Regions from separate parts of the Rattus norvegicus genome. Here region 1 is linked to region 2. Evidence: chromatin contacts called from public HiChIP or PLAC-seq data. All regions are on one chromosome and are shown on one strand. Each heading gives the region's core, a stretch centred on a gene start, on an enhancer-like site or on the middle of the called end of the contact. The rest is flanking DNA. Distances are from core to core; before and after follow the strand shown. Region 1 holds the start of Cdc5l (cell division cycle 5-like). Region 2 holds the start of Spats1 (spermatogenesis associated, serine-rich 1).

Region 1 (2,717 bases), core at 154-2,653, 38 kb before region 2:
AATTTTTGTGATTCTACTTCTTCCTCAGAAATCACCTCTTCCAAGTTTAAATAGCCTGGGTGCATGCAAGACCCTTTTTAGTACCTCCATTTGTAAAGTTTTTCAGCACATCTTCAACCAAATACATGTGGCAGGTCCCTATCCTACAAGATTCATTCCCAAACACCACCAAGCAGCCTGCTTCATACTAGCAGACCAAAGCCTGGTCCTTCTGCACTGCTGTCTGATGAGGACAACAGCAATTCAACTTTACTGAAAGCCTACTAATGTGCCCAGCTGTGTTTGAAATATTCCAAACTGCCAACTCATTTCAAGAGCTCAAACACTATTATGTGTCTTATAAAAATGAGTAAACTGAGGCTCTGAGAAGTTAAACTCCGCCAGAACCACACAGAAGTGCCTGCGACAACAAAATGAGCTGTAGCGAATGAAAAATAGGTGCCACAAACCCACTAAACAACCAACTCTCAACGGGACGGCTTATGGGCAAGGACTCCAAGAAGTGTTCTCAGCTAAGTTTGGAGGAGACTCAGAAAGATGCCAAGCAATAAGAAGCTATCTCAAGAAGGTACGAGACGTAAAGGTACTCCTACATTCAGCGCATCCGATTAAATACACGTTCATTTCATTTCTTTTATTTCCTTTCTTCTCCCGTTCCGCTCACCGTGACATTATCTACTACATTTCTGGAAGCAAACACCACCCTATACTGGCTTCTATCCCAGCAAGGGTGGCGTGACTGGAAGGTAAGAGAAAGGACCTTGGGAATCTGCAGAACGGACAGACTATGCCCGGGGACCAGATAAGCAGAGAGGTGCAGACGTAAACGCGCCGCCTGCCCCCGCTAAGTAAGTCACTGAAAAACAAAGTTGCGGTCACAGCGCTTCGCTCTGCTAGAACTGACAAAGGAAGGAGCTGGAGAAAAACTAGGCTTCCGCGGGGGTCCCGTCGGAGCCGCCACAGGGTTGCAGGGGAGAGGAGGGGGCGCGTCCCTAACTGAACAAATAAGTGTTCAAGGGCCTAGCAGATGCCAGGCGGGGAGCGCCGACCGACAAGTCGTGACCTCGTTCCCGAGGTTGAGCCAGGTGACCCGCATCCGCACCCACGCATGGCAAGGGTCTCCCGGGTCCGCAGAGTCGCGGCCCCCCACGCAGACCCCCGCGGGACAGCCAAGGCTCCCGGAGCTGTCCGCGCGTGCGCACTCGCTACCGGACCCGGCGGAGGGCTGCGGACGGCGGGAAAAGCTGCCTCACCTCCGTATTCCTCCACACGCCCCCTTTGATCATAATCCGGGGCATCTTGGCGGCGGAGTGTCCCGGCAAGCGGCCGAGTGGAGCTTCGAGAAAGTAGTAACGGCGCTTCGGTCACGGGACGCAAAGAGGCCACTTCCTCCAAGAGCGACCTTCTGCTTTGATGAGATCTGCGCAGGCGCGGCGTGAGCAGCCCCCGGTAAATCTCGCGAGATCTTAGAGGCCGAAGGCGAAAGACGCGGCCTATTTTGGAACCTTAACACTGACGGAAAATTATCAAACCGTAGAGGCCAAAGCGCCCGACGTCGCGCGCAGGTCCCAGACAGGTTGGAGGAAAACAAAACTCTCGCGAGATGCCAGAGGTGGAACTTGGCCGGCAACGCGTGAAGGGATTGGTCCCGAAGTCACGGGGGGGCGGTACAGGGGGAGGGGGGTAGGGAAGTCAGGGGTGTGGCGTTCCGCACCACGCTAGATCGGATGGGAGCTTTGTTAGTTTATTTAACGGAGCGCCCCGCTGGCATCTAAGCGACAAGAACTTCGCGGAGGCCTCAGGGAGATGCAATAGGGTGAGTCTGTTCTCTTCTGGGAACTACAACCCGCAGTGCCAAGTGCCGAGGATGCTGAACAGATTCAAGGTCCTAACTGTACCCTGAGAGACGCGACTGCTCTCCCGAAGTGTTCTTTATCCTTCCTAGAAGAGCCGCGCAAACTTCACCTCAGCCCCCGAGGAGTTCACGAAGGTGCGCCCTAGGAGCCCTCAAAGTGTCGCGCTCGCGGGTTTCACTCATACCTCACTGGTGGGTCTCTGTGGAACAAACTCGGCGGGTTGAGGGAGACTTGCCCCTGGGATCCTGCGGCGGCGTCATCTGAAGAGTGGAACTAAGGGCGAACTCTTGTTCATAAAATCGGAGGACAGCTGCGACTTCATAAACACTCGGTGAGGTGGAACCTGTCAAACTCTCCGCTATCTCCTCTCCCTCTCTCCCACGCAGACTATTCACTATTCCAGAGCAATTACTTGGTGCCACCCCAGGTCCCTAGGGAAAGATTTTATTCCATGCATAGCGGCTCTGCAGTGGTTCATTGCCATTGTCTGTGCTTCTCTTTGCCTCTTCTCGAAGACATGACGAATTTTCCGATTCGATTTTTGTTATTATTTTTCTCTTGAAATAGGAAATTGCACCAAAATATCACGGCTTTCAGTAGAGAGGAGGGAGGTGATGTAGTATTATGAAAAACACTTGGGTTTAGTGACCTACAATCTCACTTCACTTTTTTTTTAAAGGTTTATTTATTCTATATAAGTATACTGTCACTGTCTTCAGACACACCAGAAGAGGGCATCAGATCTCATTACAGATGGTTGTGAGCCACCATGTGGTTACTGGGAATTGAACTCAGGACCTCTGGAAGAGCAGTCAGTGCACTTAACCACTGAGCCATCTCTCCAGCTGCAACTGTGGGTTT
Region 2 (2,700 bases), core at 21-2,520:
GCGTGCCAGCTTGGCTCCTCCTTCCGATGGAGTCTCTTCCTGGTCAGATCTCGAATGTAGACGTGAGCTCATTGTGTCTCCCCTAACTAGTTGCTTTAGCTTGAATCTGCATTTAGCTCCCAGCCTGTCACACTGTTGGGAGATGGTGGGACTTTTTGGAAAGTCAGAGGTCATGGAGGTGGAAAGAGTTAGAACCCTCGTTGCTCTTGCAGAGGGCTGGATTTCTATTCTCAGCACCCACATGGTGGTCCATAACTCCAGTTCCAGGGAATCCAATGCCCTCTCCTAACTTTTGCACAAACACAGTACACATACGCACACAGGCAGGCAAAATATGCATATATCTAAAATAAAGACAATTTTTAAAAAAATTAAGAGGTCTTGAGTCATTGGGGGTGCCTCTGAGTGAAAAAGCAGGACAACAGCCCCCCCTTTTTCTCTTCATTATTTCTTAACTAAGAGGGAGATGCTTTGATCTGACACATGATTGCCAATATGATATGCCAATATGATATGCCACCAGAGGGACCATGAACATGAGCCACACGTGGAATGACAGGGGCCTGTGATCCCGGTATTTGGCAGGGTGTGGAGAATTCCAGGCTACTCTGGGCAACATATGGAGTAGCAGTGCTCAACCTTAAAAAAAAAAAGAAAAAGAAAAAAAAGAAAACCACAAAACCTATAAACCTATGAGTCCAATAAACCTTTTCTCTCCATAAGCTTATAACGCCCACCCAACACTTTTGATTCCTCAATTGTATTTCTTTTCCACCTTGGCCATGCCCAAATCGCTTTTCTCTGGACACTTCAGCAGCTCTCCAGTACAGGCCGCTCTTGAGAGACAGAGGGAGGTTGGCCATAGGGATTGCCATTTCAAGTACCCATGGGCTCACCGGTGCACACGGTGATTTTAACCGTGAAAAGCAATCGGACCCAAGACGTGCTTGTTAAAAAGGCTACCATTCAAAACCAGCATACCCCACAAGTCATTGAAATTGAAGAGGCAGAGCAAGGGGGAACCCTAAATCTCGCTGGTCCCCCTAGAGGTCTTCATGGTTTGAATGCCAAGCCCACTCCCCCTCCTCCGGACTCAGGCTCCAGAGAGTACTCGCTCCGCCCCACCCTTGAGTCTCCTTTCCACCTCTGAGTGCCACCCTACTTCCCTGGGGGAAACCTTTCATCTACCCTTGGAGGACTCCATTGCGGATACGGCCCAGATCAACGCACCAACGGGCAGCGGAACTGCCGAATGCCCGGAGGCAAAGCGAAAGCAAGGGCCGCTACTACCGCCTGCAAGGCTCGGTCCAGGGTTGCCAGGACAACGCGCCACTTCCCGCGAGCTGGCGCGCTACTCTGGACGCACCAATCTTCCAGCATCCGGAGCTCTGGCCCGGGTTGAGGATGGGGGTCTCAGACCTAAGAGCTGCAGAGCCTCAGGATTTTGTTACAGTTTGTGTCTCTTTTCCAACATCTGTCGTTGCTACTTCTGTAAACCTCGGGTGGCCATGAGCGATGCACCCTCTATAAAGCTTGCAGATATCGGTGTAGAATTGGCATCCTGATGAGGCAGGACTCACCCACCACTTACAGCGCCTTTTTCTGGGCCAGGCGCCCTGCTGGATGCTGTCTTCCCTCAACAGCCAGCTGCATTTTTCAAAATAGAAAACTGACTTGGAGCAAAGACTCGTTCAAGGTCATCCAGAGAACGGATTCACTCCCAAGTTCCACCTTACAAAGCTAGCATTCTTTCCATGGTATAGATTGAAATTTATCTTTCTAACCCTCTCCCTAATAAATCGCGCATAGAAACGCCCCCCAGCTTCCCCCCCCCCGAAGTTTAGTCTCTAAATTTATGTTATGTAGTTTCTCCTATGGTTAAGTAGAAAAAAAAATACAGATCTTTAATTAATTTAAATACTCATATTTATTTGTGTGCTGTATGCACGTGCGTGCACACGTGTTGGGAGGGTGAGGTTGTGGCAGCCAGAATTCAATGTCAGGTGTCTTCCTCCATTGCTCTCTGCCTTATTCTTTTGAAATAAGGTTCTCGATGAACACGGAGTTCACTGCTACAGCTGCACTGGCAAGGAGTCCCAGGATATCTACCTATCTCTGCCCCACCCGCTTATAAACATATCACGTGACTTTTAGTGGGTTCCAGGGCTCGAACTCAGGTCCCCGAGCTTGTGCAGCAAGCGCTTTACCCACTGAACCCTCTCGCAGAGTGGTTCTGTTTTTAATAATTTCATTGATTGTAAAAGAAACAGCAGAAAGGCTGTAAAGATCTCGAAACTGAGCTAGCCAAACATTGCACAGAGGAGGTGCTCCCCAGGCCACGCCCCTTACTGAGGAGTTATCCAATAGTAGACAGCCACTGGGGTTATAAACAGACGCCAGAGCTGGAGCATTCACTTTTGTTCTTTTTTTTTTTTTTTTTTTCTTCTTTCGGAGCTGGGGACTGAACCCAGGGCCTTGTGCTTGCTAGGCAAGCGTTCTACCACTGAGCTAAATCCCCAACCCCAGGAGCATTCACTTTTAATGCCAGCACACTCTGGAGGCAAAGGCAGGTGGGTCTGTGAGCTTAAAGCCAGCCTGGTCTACAGAGCGAGTCCTACGACAGCCAGAACTACACGGAGAAACTGTGTCTCAGAAAGAAAGAGAAGATGGTAATGGCAGAATGGCCATTCACGGGATCAA

The links. HiChIP or PLAC-seq counts read pairs in DNA pulled down with a chosen protein or histone mark.
Region 1: a contact with region 2 is called in an H3K27ac HiChIP or PLAC-seq map of oligodendrocytes, with 3 times the contacts expected there. The contact joins the promoter of Cdc5l here to the promoter of Spats1 in region 2. A contact is called at or near these places in 1 of 12 Hi-C or Micro-C datasets (Schwann cells) and 1 of 1 datasets of contacts at active chromatin or transcription factors (oligodendrocytes).

What each region holds. Positions count from the first base shown.
Region 1 is chr9:23,061,083-23,063,799 of GRCr8, reverse strand. Cdc5l (cell division cycle 5-like) reads right to left here and starts at 1,403. Exons shown (of 16, transcript NM_053527.2): 1 at 1,254-1,403. The coding sequence starts at 1,298.
Region 2 is chr9:23,023,179-23,025,878 of GRCr8, reverse strand. It overlaps Spats1 (spermatogenesis associated, serine-rich 1), which reads right to left and starts at 1,270. Exons shown (of 8, transcript NM_181376.3): 1 at 1,189-1,270. The coding sequence starts at 1,204.